3 separate regions of the Mus musculus genome follow, and all the other regions are linked to region 1. Evidence: chromatin contacts called from public HiChIP or PLAC-seq data. All regions are on one chromosome and are shown on one strand. The core of a region is the stretch at or near the end of the contact, and the rest is flanking DNA. Distances in the headings are between cores, read along the strand shown. Region 1 has its middle 10 kb from the start of Snora28. Region 2 has its middle 11 kb from the start of Ckb. Region 3 holds the start of Trmt61a (tRNA methyltransferase 61A).

Region 1 (4,263 bases), core at 598-3,097:
AAAAGCAGGGGGCTGAAGAGATGGCTCAGCAGGTAAGACTGCTCTTGCAAAGGTCCCGAGTTCAATCCCCAGCAACCACATGGTGGCTCTCAACCATCCATGAGATCTGACGACCTCTTCTGGTGTGTCCAAGGACAACTATAGTGTACTCATGTAAATTAAGTAAATCTTTAAAAACAAAAGCAGACTTTTGCAGAAGACTGGAGTTAAGTTCTCAGAGCCACCTGTAACTAGTTCCAAGGGATCTGCTGCCCTTCTCTGGCCTCCATAGGCACCATACTCATGTGCACAAAGACAAATATACAGTCAAAAATTTTTAATTTTAGCTAACCATGGTGACACTTTTAATCCCAGCACTCAAGAAGCTGATTTGGGTCTTTGCATTCTAGGCCAGCCTAGGCTACAGAGTTGAGTTCAGGGACACATAAAAAAGACCCTGTCTCCAAAAGAAAAGAAAAAGTTTGTTTAAAATTTATATGTATAAGCCGGGCATGATGGCATACGCTTTTAATCCCAGCACTTGGGAGGCAGAGGCCAGCCTGGTCTGCAAAGTGAGTTCCAGGACAGCCAGGGCTGTACAGAGAAACCCTGTCTCGGGGAAGAAAAAAAATTATATGTATGCATGTGCAGGTGGCTGCAGAGAGCAGGTGTGAAGCACTTGTTATAGGTTCTGGGAACTGAACTCTGGTCCTTTGGAAGAATACCACACCCTCTTACCACTGAGCCATCTCCAACTCTTTTTTTTTTTTTTTTTAAAGATTTATTTATTATTTTATGTAAATACACTGTAGCTGTCTTCACACACTCCAGAAGAGGGAGTCAGATCTCGTTACGGATGGTTGTGAGCCACCATGTGGTTGCTGGGATTTGAACTCTGGACCTTTGGAAGAGCAGTCGGGTGCTCTTACCCACTGAGCCATCTCACCAGCCCCGCCATCTCCAACTCTTGATCAGTGTATTTTACCACAGCAATAGAAAACAGTAGGACATCAGCTGCTATCAATGGGTGAACAACATGCTCAGAAATGAAATAAAGCACTCAGGCTTTTAGTCCCTCACAGAAGTAACTGTCAATGCCAATTTGTACAAGACAGATATAAAAGCAAAGCAAAACAAAAACCCACAACAGAACAGAACAAATCACACCATTACAAAAAGCAACTTGGAGAGAAAATATTTATTTCAGTTTATATGTTCCAATTGCAATTTAGCATGTAAGGAATTCAAGGCAGGAACCTGAAGTTGGAAACTGAAACAGGCCATGGAGAAATGCTGCTCACTGGCTGATTCCCCAAGGCTGCTTCAATTTGCTTTCTTACCCCTCCCAAGACTAACTATCCAGGGATCTCATTGTCATCAGAAGGCTGGGAAACGCCCCACAGACCAATCTGATAGAGGGAGTTCCATTTATTTGTTTATTTTTGGTTTTTCGAGACAGGGTTTCTCTGTGCAGTCCTGCCTATCCTGGAACTCACTCTGTAGACCAGGCTGGCCTTGAACTCAGAAATCTGCCTGCCTCTGCCTCCCAAGTGCTGGGATTTAAAGGGGTGCAGCACCACTGCCTGGCTAGAGGTAGTATTAACTAAGGCTTCCTCTCCCGAGATAATTCAGTTGGCTAAATAACAACGTGAACCAGCACAGCTTGAATTTGAGGAAATGTATCTGGGAAATGGTCACTTGAAGGTTCCCTGGGATTTCCTTCAAAGAAGTGTTTTTTCACTGTTGGTGGTACTCTGCACACACCCCACCCCTTCTTTGGCTTCAAGTTGTACTCCCCTCCATATTCTTATGGATCTGACCTTTCTGAGTGAGGCCTGCTGAAGTAAAAGGTAGAGTTTTGTACCTGGGGCCTTCTACCACTAGGAGGAAGTAGTACAGCGCTGCTTCCTGGGCTGCACTAGTGTTTGAAGGCAGCAGATTTAGCACTTGGGAATGAGGACCCAACCCTTCCATTCTCTGGGTTCAGGAAGACTGTTTTAAACTGGGTCTGGAGCAAAAGAAGGCTGAACAGCAGTGCAGGCAACAGAGCCCAGCTGCTTGTCCCAGACAGCACAGCTGAGGACGTGTGCTGCTCTCCACATGTGGAGAAAGATCCTGAAGCTCCTGTGTCAGTGGTGTCTGGAGGGGTGGCCTTCGAGAGGTCCATGAAGGCCCCTCCTGGTGGTATGAACTGCTTCATGAAAAGAGGGAGAGACTCAAGTTAGCAGTTCCTCCCTCTGCTGTCCTTGTGATGTCCTGCACCGTCCAAAAGGCCCTTTGCCTTCAGTAAGCATTTGGACTTCCCAGCCTCCAGGACCGTGAGCTATGAGGCTTCTTCCCCTCCACAAGTACTGGAGAGTACATCACGAGGCCTAGCTAACATTCTATTTCTTTCTTTCCTCCTCTTCCTCCTCCTCCTCTTTCCATAGGCATTGGTGTCTTACCTGCATGTATGTCGGTGTGAGAGTGTCAGATCTTGGACAGTTGGAGCTGCCATGTGGGTTCTGGGATTTGAACCCAGGTCCTCTGGAAAAGCAGAAGTGCTCTTAACCACTGAGCTATCTCTCCAGCCCCTGCATTCTATTTTTTAATGTGGGGGAAATCAGAGAACAACTTTTAAGAGTGTTCTTCTAGTACATGGGTCTGAGGAACTGAACTCAAGCCAAAAAGCTTAGTAGCAAGAGCCTTAGCTAAAACAGTGTACTAATAGTAATATGCCAGGCTGGAAAGATGAAAACTCAGGACAGTGACCTGTGCCTGTAACTTGAAGGTGCTGGAGGGTCCCAGGAACTTGGTACTGGCATGGGCACCATAGTGTGACTTCCTTATAAACAAAACAAAATTAAAAAATAAAGTAAAAATAAAACACAAAGCTGCGCAGGGCAGCGTGGCACACACATTTAATTCTAGTACTTGGGAGGCAGAGGCAAGTGGATTTCTGTGACTTTGAGACCAGCGTGGTCTACACATAATGAGTTCCAGGACAGCCAGAGTTACTTAGTAAGACTGTCTCAAACAAACAAAACCCACAGAAATTTAAAAGCTAAGTGAGGCATGGTCACATACATTTTAGTTCTAACACTAGAAGGTAGAGGCAGGCAGATCTCTGAGTTCAGGGCCAACCTGGTCTACATAGAGAGTTCCTGTCTGTCTTCTGCTGGGGTGCCCAAGCAGTACTGACAAGCTGCTCAGGAGAGGCAGAACACAGTCCATGATGGGGATCCTCATTCAGTGTTTCCAGTTGGGAAGGAGGGAAAGTGGGAGGATCAAGGTTTAAACTTCCCCTTAGGGCAAATACAAGCCAAGCAGGAAGGGAATGGCTGAGCCTGGGACGGGACAGGACAGGACGGGACGGGGGTGGGGGGTTGGGGGGGGCAGAACCTGGTTTTTGAGTGAGTGCCAAGAGTACTTGGGGCAGGAAGAGAAAAGGCCTCCTCTAGGAGATTTGCGGGAAGTGATCCATGAAGAAGAGACGGACCTTGTGGTCCAAACTTTTATTTGATGGCGGATGTGAATGCATACACCTTCCTGAGGGTGAACCAGGGATTACATACATTTTGTGGGAAGGGATGCCCAGGACGGGAAGCTCATTGGCTGAACACTGGACCTATTGGCTACCTCATTAGCATGGAGAACTCCAGGTTTTTATACTATGGCGACTGATTGCCACCGGCCTCTCACTGGATTGTCTTGGTTACATGTTCCAGATCAGGTAGTTTGGCAGGGATCTGGCTCCACTCCTGCCATTCTCAATTCTGAGATTCCCTGGAATCTGAGCCTGCTCAACTTACCAGTTCTTCTGTCTGGTGGCACGGTCCACTTGCTCCACAAGTTCCAGGCCAGCCAGGGATATGTAATGAGATTCTATCTTTAAAAAAGTTCAAAAATTAATAATAATAATAAAAAGCAGTTTTCAGCTCGTTAATTTGGTTTAACAGTACAGAAGGATCTCTTCCCTGCTCTGTGTTTCATTTGTTTTATTTTTAATTTTTATTTTGTTTGGGAACTGAAGAATATTAAGAAAATCTGGCTTTATTTATAATGCCAGTGTGTGAATGGAAAGGAAAGTGATAACTTACTTGTTTGGTTTTTCAAGACGAGGTTTCTCTCTGTGTAGCCCTGGCTATCTTGGAACTCATTCTGTAGACCAGGCAGGCCTCAGATTCACAGAGATCCCCTGCCTCTGCCTACTGAGTGCTGGGATTAAAGGTATGAGCCATCACCGTCTGTCAGGAAGTGGTATTGTAAAGGCATTACACAGTTATGAGTGTCCTTCTGTGATGG
Region 2 (4,415 bases), core at 479-2,978, 110 kb after region 1:
TGTGCCAGGCTCCTAAGACCTCTTTTGCATCTCTGGAAATGCTAGTCCACCTTACAAAAGTCAGTCTGAGGCCAACAAGGAGACCGCCAATTTGCTTGTTAGCTCACTGCGGTGGAGCACAAGCACTCTGCAGGGAGACCAGAAGCCAGTTCCAGCAAAGGCACCACGTTTGGTTGATGTATTAAAGGGTCTTGTGCGGGGGAAGGCCCGGGGAGCGAGCACCATTCTGAAGCAGGACCAGTTCAGAATTAGGCCAGGTGTGGTGGTACAAATCTGTGATCTCTGTCCTCAGGTGGCAGGGCAGAAGGACTAAAGTCAGTAGTCTCTCAGGACATCTGGCTCAGGACTCTTACACCAGAGAGTACTGCTCTTAAAGACAGTTGTCCAGGGCTGGAGAGATGACTCAACAGTTACAAGCACTGGCTGCTTGCTCTTCCAGAGGTCCAGAGTTCAATTCCCAGCAACCACACGGTGGCTCACAACCACCTGTAATGGGATTTATGCTTCTGGTGTATCTGAAGAGAGCGACAGTGTGCTCATATAAATGAAATTTTAAAATCTTTAAAAAAAGAAAAGGAAAGGAAAAAAGACCATAGCAAGACCCACCTTGTCAAGGTTACAGAGGGTGGGTGGATGATAGGTTAGACAGAGTAGCCTAATGGTTGAGGTGTATGCTTTGGGTAGGTCTGACAGTCTAGAGTATCTCATGTACCCTCTGCTGATACTGTTAGAGTGTACCACCATGTCTGGGGAAACTTTTTTTTTTTTTAATTAGAGAAGATAGGGGAGAGGGAGTGTTTTTCTGGGATTGAACTAAAGGCCTTAAACGTGCTAGTACCACTGAGCAATATACACTGAGTCCAGACTCCAGTCTGTGAACACTGATGGGTCTAGCCTCCCCACCTACCTCCTCCGGAAGTCATAATGACACAGCCTGGTGTGTTGGCACATACCCTTAATCCCAGCATTTGAGGCAGAGGCAGGTGGATCTCTGTGAGTTTGAGGCCAGCCTGGTAAACAGAGTGAGTGCCAGGACAGCCAGGGCTCTGTCTCAACAAAGCAAAGAAATTAAGGAGACAGCAGTAATACCTGTCTTGGGCCTGCTGGGCAGACAGCAGAGGACAGACAGCTAGCCCACCCATCATGGCCACTCTGAAAGAGCCCTGACACAATGTTCCAGGAGAGCACACTGCCAGCCAGCACAGACTTGGTAAGAGAAGTGAAGCTCATCACTTGGAGGGGAACAATGGGGGAGAGTCTGCATAGCAACTTTCAGGACAGCAGGACAACAGATCCTTCAGAGAGGGATCAGGGGGGAGGTACTGAGCCCAGCACAAAGTTATAGGCAAGTGGGAGGCTGCTGGTGCTCCTCAGACAGCAGCCAGCACAATGACAGTTCACAGTTGACTGTGGGCTTTATTTACAAACCTACCCAGTCTGGGCCCACTACACAATATAAGTCCTATAGAGAAGAAAAGTTTCATCTCCTTTTCCTTCGTACCAGGGACCGGCCTGAGCCAGTCTCTAGTGTGGAATGGGTGTGTACAGAAGTGCTAACCCTTGGGGTCCAGAAAACCAACCAAACACCCTAAGCAGGCCCAAGAGTCCAGGAAAGCAAGATTCTCATTTGAATTAGGCAGCAAAACCTGACCAGTCAGGGACAGCAACACAGACTTGGGAACTGAGTGCATCTTTGAATGCTCATCAAAGTAGTTAAGCAGATGACAAAGGCTATTGTATTCAGGCAGCTACTTATCAATCAGGGCCACAGAAAAGACTCCAGAGCTGAACTCCAACCCAGAGCCAGAGTGGTACAGGTTTTAGGCCTGAAATCCTAAATGTCTATGCCAAGTTATGCCACCAATCAGGTCTAAGTGCATGGGACTTCTTAGGAACATGTCTTGGTGGAACACTTACCCTGTTCCCATTGGTTGCGTTATTCAACTGTGGTGTGGTGACCTGCAGAGCATCAGTAACATCTCAACTGTCCAGCTGGAGTGTCAGTTCCCCCGGAGGTCTTGGGAACTTAACCTTTATTTGACCCCTGTTCAAAATGGAAGTTTTATTAAAAATGGCTTCAATTTGGTTCCTTCTTACATTGACAAAGTTCTGTCTGGAAAGGGCAGGGCATCCTTGGTGGCTGAGACCTGAGTCCTTGCCCCTACCCAACTCCCACCCTCCCCTGTGGCTGCACCTCTCCAGACAGGCAGTTAACCCATCTAATATATTGATTTCCAGCCATCAGAGCCCTTCCTGTAGGACAGAGTGAGTGGAGACCCAGAGGTTAGGCTGGGAGTAGATCCAGGGTATGAGACGGGACTATCACTTTGCCTTCCACTAGCCTGCCTGTACTTTTGGCAATTTTGTTGTTACGGTTTGCCTTTTTTTTTTTTTTTTTTTTTTTTTTTTTGGTTTTTCAAGACAGGGTTTCTCTCTGTGTAGTCCTGGCTGTCCTGGAACTCGCTCTGTAGACCAGGCTTGCCTCGAACTCAGAAATCCACCTGCCTCTGCCTCCCAAGTGCTGGGATCAAAGGCGTGCGCCACCACGCCCGGCTTGCCTTTTCTTTTGAGACAGTTTTATTATGTTGAACATGTTTGCTTCAAACTCAAATCTTCCTGCCTCTGCCTTCTGAGTGCTGGAATTGAAAGCATGCGCCACCACCACACCTGGCTTAATTTTAAGAATATCTCAGCCGGGCGTGGTGGCACACGCCTTTAATCCCAGCACTTGGGAGGCAGAAGCAGGCAGATTTCTGAGTTCGAGGACAGCCAGAGCTACACAGAGAAACCCTGTCTAGAAAAACAAAAACAAACAAAGAACAAAAAGAATATCTCAAGCAATGTTTGTGCCATTGTTGCCACCATAGGTACACCTTGTCAGCTGCCCATTCCTCTGGCTCACAAGGGACACAGCTGGGTAAGAGCAGTCGTTACCTTCCTACCTTGTTTTATTTAGGGGTGGGTTTGTGTCTTAGTTACCTGGGTGACTCAGTTACCTGGGTAACTTAGATACCTGGGTATCTTACACATAACCAAGTACAGCTGCTCGAGGTACAACCTTGGCTGTCTCTGGATCACAGTTTCTTTGTGCTCTCAGAAAATTCTTCCCAGAAGATTTCACCTCGATGATGCTAGTCTGTCTCTCTCTCTCTCTCTCTCTCTCTCTCTCTTCGGTTTTTCGAGACAGGGTTTCTCTGTATAGCCCTGGCTGTCCTGGAACTCACTTTGTAGACCAGGTTGGCCTCGAAACCAGAAATCTGCCTGCCTCTGCCTCCCAAGTGTGTGCCACCACCACCCAGCCTGGATGCTGGTCTCTTCTTAATCATCACTAATTTCTTAGCTCCAGCTAACCAGCATCAATTGTCTCCATAGTCTCCTTCTCACTCTTGACTCTAAAGCCAGAATCACATGGCCAAAAGTGCTGAATATTTATAAAGAATAAGCCAGGGCTGGTGAGATGGCTGAGTGGGTAAGAGCACTGATTGCTCTTCTGAAAGTTCTGAGTTCAAATCTCAGCAACCACATGGTGCTCACCTACCTGTAATGGGATCTGACGCCCTCTTCTGGTGCATCTGAAGTGTACTTATGTATAATAATAAATCTTCGATGCACGCCTTTAATCCCAGCACTTGGGAGGCAGAGGCAGGTGGATTTCTGAGTTCGAGGCCAGCCTAGTCTACAAAGTGAGTTCCAGGACAGCCAGGGCTTTACAGAGAAACCCTGTCTCCAAAAACCAAAAAATCAATCAATCAATCAATCAATCAATCAATCAATCTTTGGGCCGGAGCAAGCAGGGACTGAGCGAGCAGAGTTGACTGGAGCGAGCACAGGTCCTAAAAATTCAATTCCCAACAACCACATGAAGGCTCACCACCATCTGTACAGCTACAGTGTACTCACATACATAAAATCAATAAATAAATCTTTAAAAAGAAAGAAAGAAAGAATGAATGGATGAATGAATAAGCCAGGCCGTGGTAGCACACGCCTTTAATCCCAGCACTTAGGAGGCAGAGGCAGGAGGATCTCTTGAGTTTGAGGTCAGCCTGGTCTACAGATCCAGTTCCAGGACAGCCAGGGCTATACAGAGCAACTGTCTCAAAGACAATAAAAAAGAAAAATAAATAAACGGAAGTAAGGAGGAGCAAGTGATGCTACAGTTCTTGCCCTGACTCTGGCCTTGTGCAGACCCTGCTCTGGCACACCGAGCCCCCTCCACCCTCCAGAGCTAAGCTCTCTCCCACACTTTCTGGCACTCCCTCTGTGTGGGGGGGTGGGGGGGGGCAGCCTTGTGCAGGGAGGGACTCGGAGCTGAACAACAACTGCCTTTTCCTAGTAGACAGCTACTTCCTGAACTGCCCCAGAGACTTCTCTCTTGGGAACTTTTGAGTAATCAGGAGTCAAGTACTGAAGAT
Region 3 (4,428 bases), core at 492-2,991, 130 kb after region 1:
GAGCACACCTTTAAGCACAGTATTTGTTAGGCAGAGCAGGCAGATCTCTTGGGTCTGAGACCAGCCTGATCTACATAGTGAGTTCCAGGCAGCCAAGGCTATATAGGGAGGCTGTCTGAAAGACAAAATATAGCCCTGCATGAACCATGTTGTCGGTATGATGTTACACAAATTAGCTTTCTGTTCCCCATCTGTAAAGTGGTCATAAAATTGTAAGGAAGAGGATTCAATGACATGAGAGTGAACTGGCCACATGAAGCATCTGTTCTTATTAGAACTCAGTGCATAAACTGCGCTGGGAAATCTCCCCACCCTCACCTCACCAGCTAGGGTCTTAAGCTGCTGGTTCTGCTTGAAGACTCCAGGCTGAGGCTGGGCATAACAGATGACTAGTTCTGAGAAGATGGACTGTAGAAGAGGTACACAGGAAGAACTGAGAAGCCAGCAGTGGGCAAGTGGAACCAAGCCCCCCCCCCCCCCCCCGTTGAACTCATAGGTTGGGTGGGGATGTAATCAGGCCTGGTCTCCATGCCACCGAGAAGCTGAGGAAGAGGAACCTCCCAGGAGAAGTGAAAAGTCTAACTCTCCAGAGGGGCAATTAGGATGTGTATTGGGCTGTGCACCACCAAGGGAATGAAGTACCCTGTTAGAACAGGGGTTGTGGGGGCAGGGAGGATGGGATAAGGAGTTTCTGAAGGGAAGTCCTGGAAAGGGGAAAACATTTGAAATGTAAATAAATTATTCAATAAAGACGAAAAAAAGAAAGAAAAGGGTTGTGGGGCTGTGGATATGGCTGGGATGTCTCAGCTGAAGACATGGGCGACCAAGAAAAACCCTCACTGTCTGTCCTTCCAGGGCTATCATACTAAGGTCAATCAGGGCAGAAATTTGAGGAGGTCTGAAGTCAGGCACCTGAGTTTCTAGGGCAAGGACATCACAGGTTGGCCTAGCCTGGCCCCAGAGGATCCCTATAGGCTGGCGGGATTCTAGAAAAGGCAGGCTGGGTCAAAGTCTCTTCATGGAGAGTGCAGCCTTAAGCTGGTCACTGCTGCTGGTTCTGCATAGCTAACGTTTCCTTCTCTTCTTTTCTACCAGCTGAGGTGTGCAGGAAGGCTCTCCACTCTCTCTGCCCCATGCCTGCCTACTCCCCTCTCCACTGCACACCCGGAGGAAGAATCTTCCTTCACTTCATAGGCTCTCAAGATGCCAGGGATCCTGGAAAGGGACGCTTTGTGCCCTCCCCCTCAGGCAGGACCTGGCCTAGGGCCACTTTTGCAGAATACTCCAGACTAACTCTACTCCTTTTACTCGGCCCAGCCCTAGCCAAAGTCTTTGAGCTAACCCTCATCCCTTTGCCTGCGTTTCCACTTTATGGCATTTATTCTGGAGCCCAGACAGGGTGTTTCAGAGCTGTTTGCAATGACAAAAATGTCCTGGTGGGCCATAGTAGGGAGGTCCTGGGGTTACATAGTTGTCAAAGTGCTCTTTAGGGTCATGCGTATCCCGCGGGCAGACACTTCGTGCACCGGGCAGCCCTAAAAGGCCGCGCGCGGACAGGCCGCGGGCGAGCAGGGGACTTTTATTTCGCACAGCGCTCGGATCTCTTAGGCAACGTGCAAGCCTGCACAGAAGAACACAGCCGAAGAGACGCCAGCCAGAAAAGGTCCTCTGGGAGCACGCAAAGGACAGCGCGGCGACTCCCAGAGAGCCCTGCGTTGGTTTGACGTCATCAAAAAGCACCGGAAGTGCTACGGCCGCCGTGGAGCCACGTGTGGAGCCGGGAGCCGGTTTATGCTGCGTGAGTTTCCGAGCTGGGAGCGGCGCTCCGGGCTTGCTGGCAGGTCCCGTGCTGTTCGGCGGGAGGCCAGCCTTCCCTGCCGTCGGGAGCCCTCCGTGGAGACTCTGGGCAAGGGGCTACGGGGATTCCGGGCTCGGAGGTGGCTTCTCTCCCCTGCTGTGCACGCTATCAGAGGCTGCCGCCTTCACACTAGGGGATTCTGGTTCTTCATGTGTGGGAATCCTTGGGCTCCTGTCGCTGTGCACTCTCTTGTGTACTCCGAGAATAGAGACCTCCAGAAGGGCTCCATATGTTAGGCTAGAGTGCAGCTCTGTTGGGTTGGCTAAGCAAGTCCGCTAACCCTGCTCAGAACCCAGGCCCCACAGACCTCTCTGTCCAGACCACAGATCTTCATCCTGCCTCCTGGTCCTCTGACCTCACGTCCACACACCACTTCTCCAGGTCCCTGACCCTTGGCAAACGTTAACACCATGAGTTTCGTGGCATACGAGGAGCTGATCAAGGAAGGCGACACAGCCATCCTGTCACTGGGGCACGGCTCGATGGTAGCAGTGCGTGTGCAGCGTGGGGCACAGACCCAGACCCGGCATGGCGTCCTGAGGCACTCGGTGGACCTCATTGGCCGCCCATTTGGCTCCAAGGTGATTTGCAGCAGAGGCGGCTGGGTGTATGTGCTGCACCCCACTCCTGAGCTCTGGACAGTGAACCTGCCCCACCGCACGCAGATCCTCTACTCCACCGACATTGCCTTGATCACCATGATGCTGGAGCTGCGTCCCGGTTCTGTGGTCTGTGAATCAGGTGAGCTCCTCTGGTATGAGCTCAGATAAGACGGTTTGCAGCCGATCCTTCCTGCAGTTGTGCGCTGAACTACTTGGTTCTTCTAGCTTTTATTTAGCAACTCCGCTTGCAAGGGAGGGTGTGGCTGCAGGGAGTGAAGCCAGAAGCAGTACTAGCTGCTGTCATCGAAATGGCAGCTGATGGGAGCTAACCTGGGTTGGAGAAGAAAGAGGAGGAGGTGCCCTATGAGGTCGGAGCTGGGATTGCTTGATGCTGGCCAAGGTGCTGACTGCTTTTTTTCTAGGCCAGCTGCCCCTTCCTGGAGGGAGGCTGGATACTCCAGAGCTCATTGCAGAGAGAAGTCTGTCCCACACTTACAGCCAGGCCCTTCCCTAGTTCCATCGAAGATTAGCACTGTCACTGATACGAGGCCAGGTGGTAGCTAGAAGGGTCTGAGCTAGCTGTCTCTCACATGCCCACCCTTAGGTACTGAGGCCACTGGATGCAGCAATCTAGGCATACACCTCTGCCAAGAATGACCCCGGGGATCAGATGGCTAGATCCTTGGTGGTGTGTTTCTTGTGGGCTAAGAGGCTGAGGTCCAGAGTCACAAGAGTTCCCATTCTCCCGGTTGTTGCTGGCTTTCTATTCTTTCCCTCTGAAGCGAGAGAGCGGATAGCAGGTCAGCTCTGACAGCTCTCCTTTTGTACCTTGCATTAGGGGATATGCTATCCTGTCTCAGGCCTTTGCCCTGTTTCGGGCAACACAATCCTGTGCTCCCATGTGGTACCCGGTCCCTTCTCCGCCCTCTGAAAGACAGGACAGGCAGGAGGTTGGAACCAGTGCTTTGGTGAGGAACCTTGCTGGAAGTGGTCACCAAGCCTGGGTACTTGGAGCTGTGGAGGGAGCAGCTATAAGGATGAGTAGAAGAAGCCAGGCAGTGGTGGTGCAAACCTTTAATCCCAGCACTTGAGAGGCAGAGACAGGCGGATTTCCTGGTCTACAGAGTGAGTTCCAGGACAGCCAGGGCTACACAGAGAGACCCTGTCTCGAAAAACCAAAAAAAAAAAAAAAAAAAAAAAGAAAAGAAAAGAAAAAAAGAAGAAGGATGAGTGGTGACAGAGCTAGCCCTGGTCCTGGAGTCCATGACGTCAGGTGAGGAGGGGTAGCCCTCCCTCTAAGGAAGAGCTGAGCTGAGGTTTGCTTTTTTTCTTTTTCAAGTCAGGGTTTGTCTGTGTAGCCCTGGCTGTCCTGGAACTCACTCTGTAGATCAGGCTGGCCTCGAACTCAGAGATCCACCTGCCTTTACCTCACCTCCCAAGTGCTGGGATTAAAGGCGTGCGCCACCCCTGCCTGGAAAGTCTGTTTTTGACAGACTGATGACATTGTGAGAAGGGTGGTGCAGTTGGCTTTCTATTATGGAGATGGATTTAGCAGAGCTGGTGTTGTGGAGAGGATTGAGTCAAGGAGCTAATGGGGGAAGTAAGATAGACAACTGAGGCAAGACCCATGGGCTCACTGCAGTGTAGACGGGATTAGGTCCCAGGATAGTGTAGGCCCAGCATTAGCTCTGCCCAGACTCACCCTCCACCCCCATGTCTGCCCCACTGAGTCTGTGCTTCCCGTTTGTTCTGTGTGTGCTGAGTAGGGCTGCCCTGTCCTTGCCTGTGCCAGTACTACACAGCCCATCAACTCCAGCCCCCGCACCCCAAACCCAAGACTGAGGCTGCCAAGAACAGAACACGCAGCTCATGATATGACACCGTCTCTGCCCTCATATGTCTCCTGGAGAGGAGGAGCTGTTGATGGGTGGGCATGGCCCTCAAGGGTCCCCTCAACCCCTCTTGTTT

The links. HiChIP or PLAC-seq counts read pairs in DNA pulled down with a chosen protein or histone mark.
Region 2: an H3K27ac HiChIP or PLAC-seq map of embryonic stem cells shows a contact between it and region 1, with 8 read pairs. The contact joins two enhancer-like sites. A contact is called at or near these places in 11 of 39 promoter capture datasets (the 3T3-L1 cell line, HPC-7-derived erythroid cells, cranial neural crest and 6 more), 2 of 15 datasets of contacts at CTCF or cohesin (pro-B cells and stem cell-derived epiblast-like cells), 48 of 484 Hi-C or Micro-C datasets (B cells, CD4 T cells, CD8 T cells and 28 more), 10 of 115 datasets of contacts at active chromatin or transcription factors (the 230-238 cell line, cardiomyocytes, effector CD8 T cells and 3 more) and 2 of 9 other capture datasets (adipose tissue and liver).
Region 3: a contact with region 1 is called in an H3K4me3 HiChIP or PLAC-seq map of embryonic stem cells, with 20 read pairs. The contact joins the promoter of Trmt61a here to the enhancer-like site in region 1. A contact is called at or near these places in 4 of 39 promoter capture datasets (cranial neural crest, embryonic stem cells, hematopoietic stem and progenitor cells and 1 more), 8 of 115 datasets of contacts at active chromatin or transcription factors (the 230-238 cell line, the SCID.adh cell line, embryonic stem cells and 2 more) and 3 of 9 other capture datasets (adipose tissue, liver and pancreatic islet).

What each region holds. Positions count from the first base shown.
Region 1 is chr12:111,549,029-111,553,291 of GRCm38.p6, forward strand. No RefSeq gene overlaps it. Among named protein-coding and RNA genes, the nearest start is that of Snora28, 10 kb to the left of the region's middle. Within about 2 kb of position 1,848, at least 11 of the 459 cell types and tissues checked have an H3K27ac peak or open chromatin away from gene starts, as enhancers often do. A contact at or near this core is called in embryonic stem cells, where this site is marked.
Region 2 is chr12:111,659,128-111,663,542 of GRCm38.p6, forward strand. No RefSeq gene overlaps it. Among named protein-coding and RNA genes, the nearest start is that of Ckb, 11 kb to the right of the region's middle. Within about 2 kb of position 1,729, at least 9 of the 459 cell types and tissues checked have an H3K27ac peak or open chromatin away from gene starts, as enhancers often do. A contact at or near this core is called in embryonic stem cells, where this site is marked.
Region 3 is chr12:111,676,364-111,680,791 of GRCm38.p6, forward strand. It overlaps Trmt61a (tRNA methyltransferase 61A), which reads left to right and starts at 1,742. Exons shown (of 4, transcript NM_001099793.1): 1 at 1,742-1,798; 2 at 2,240-2,599. The coding sequence starts at 2,269.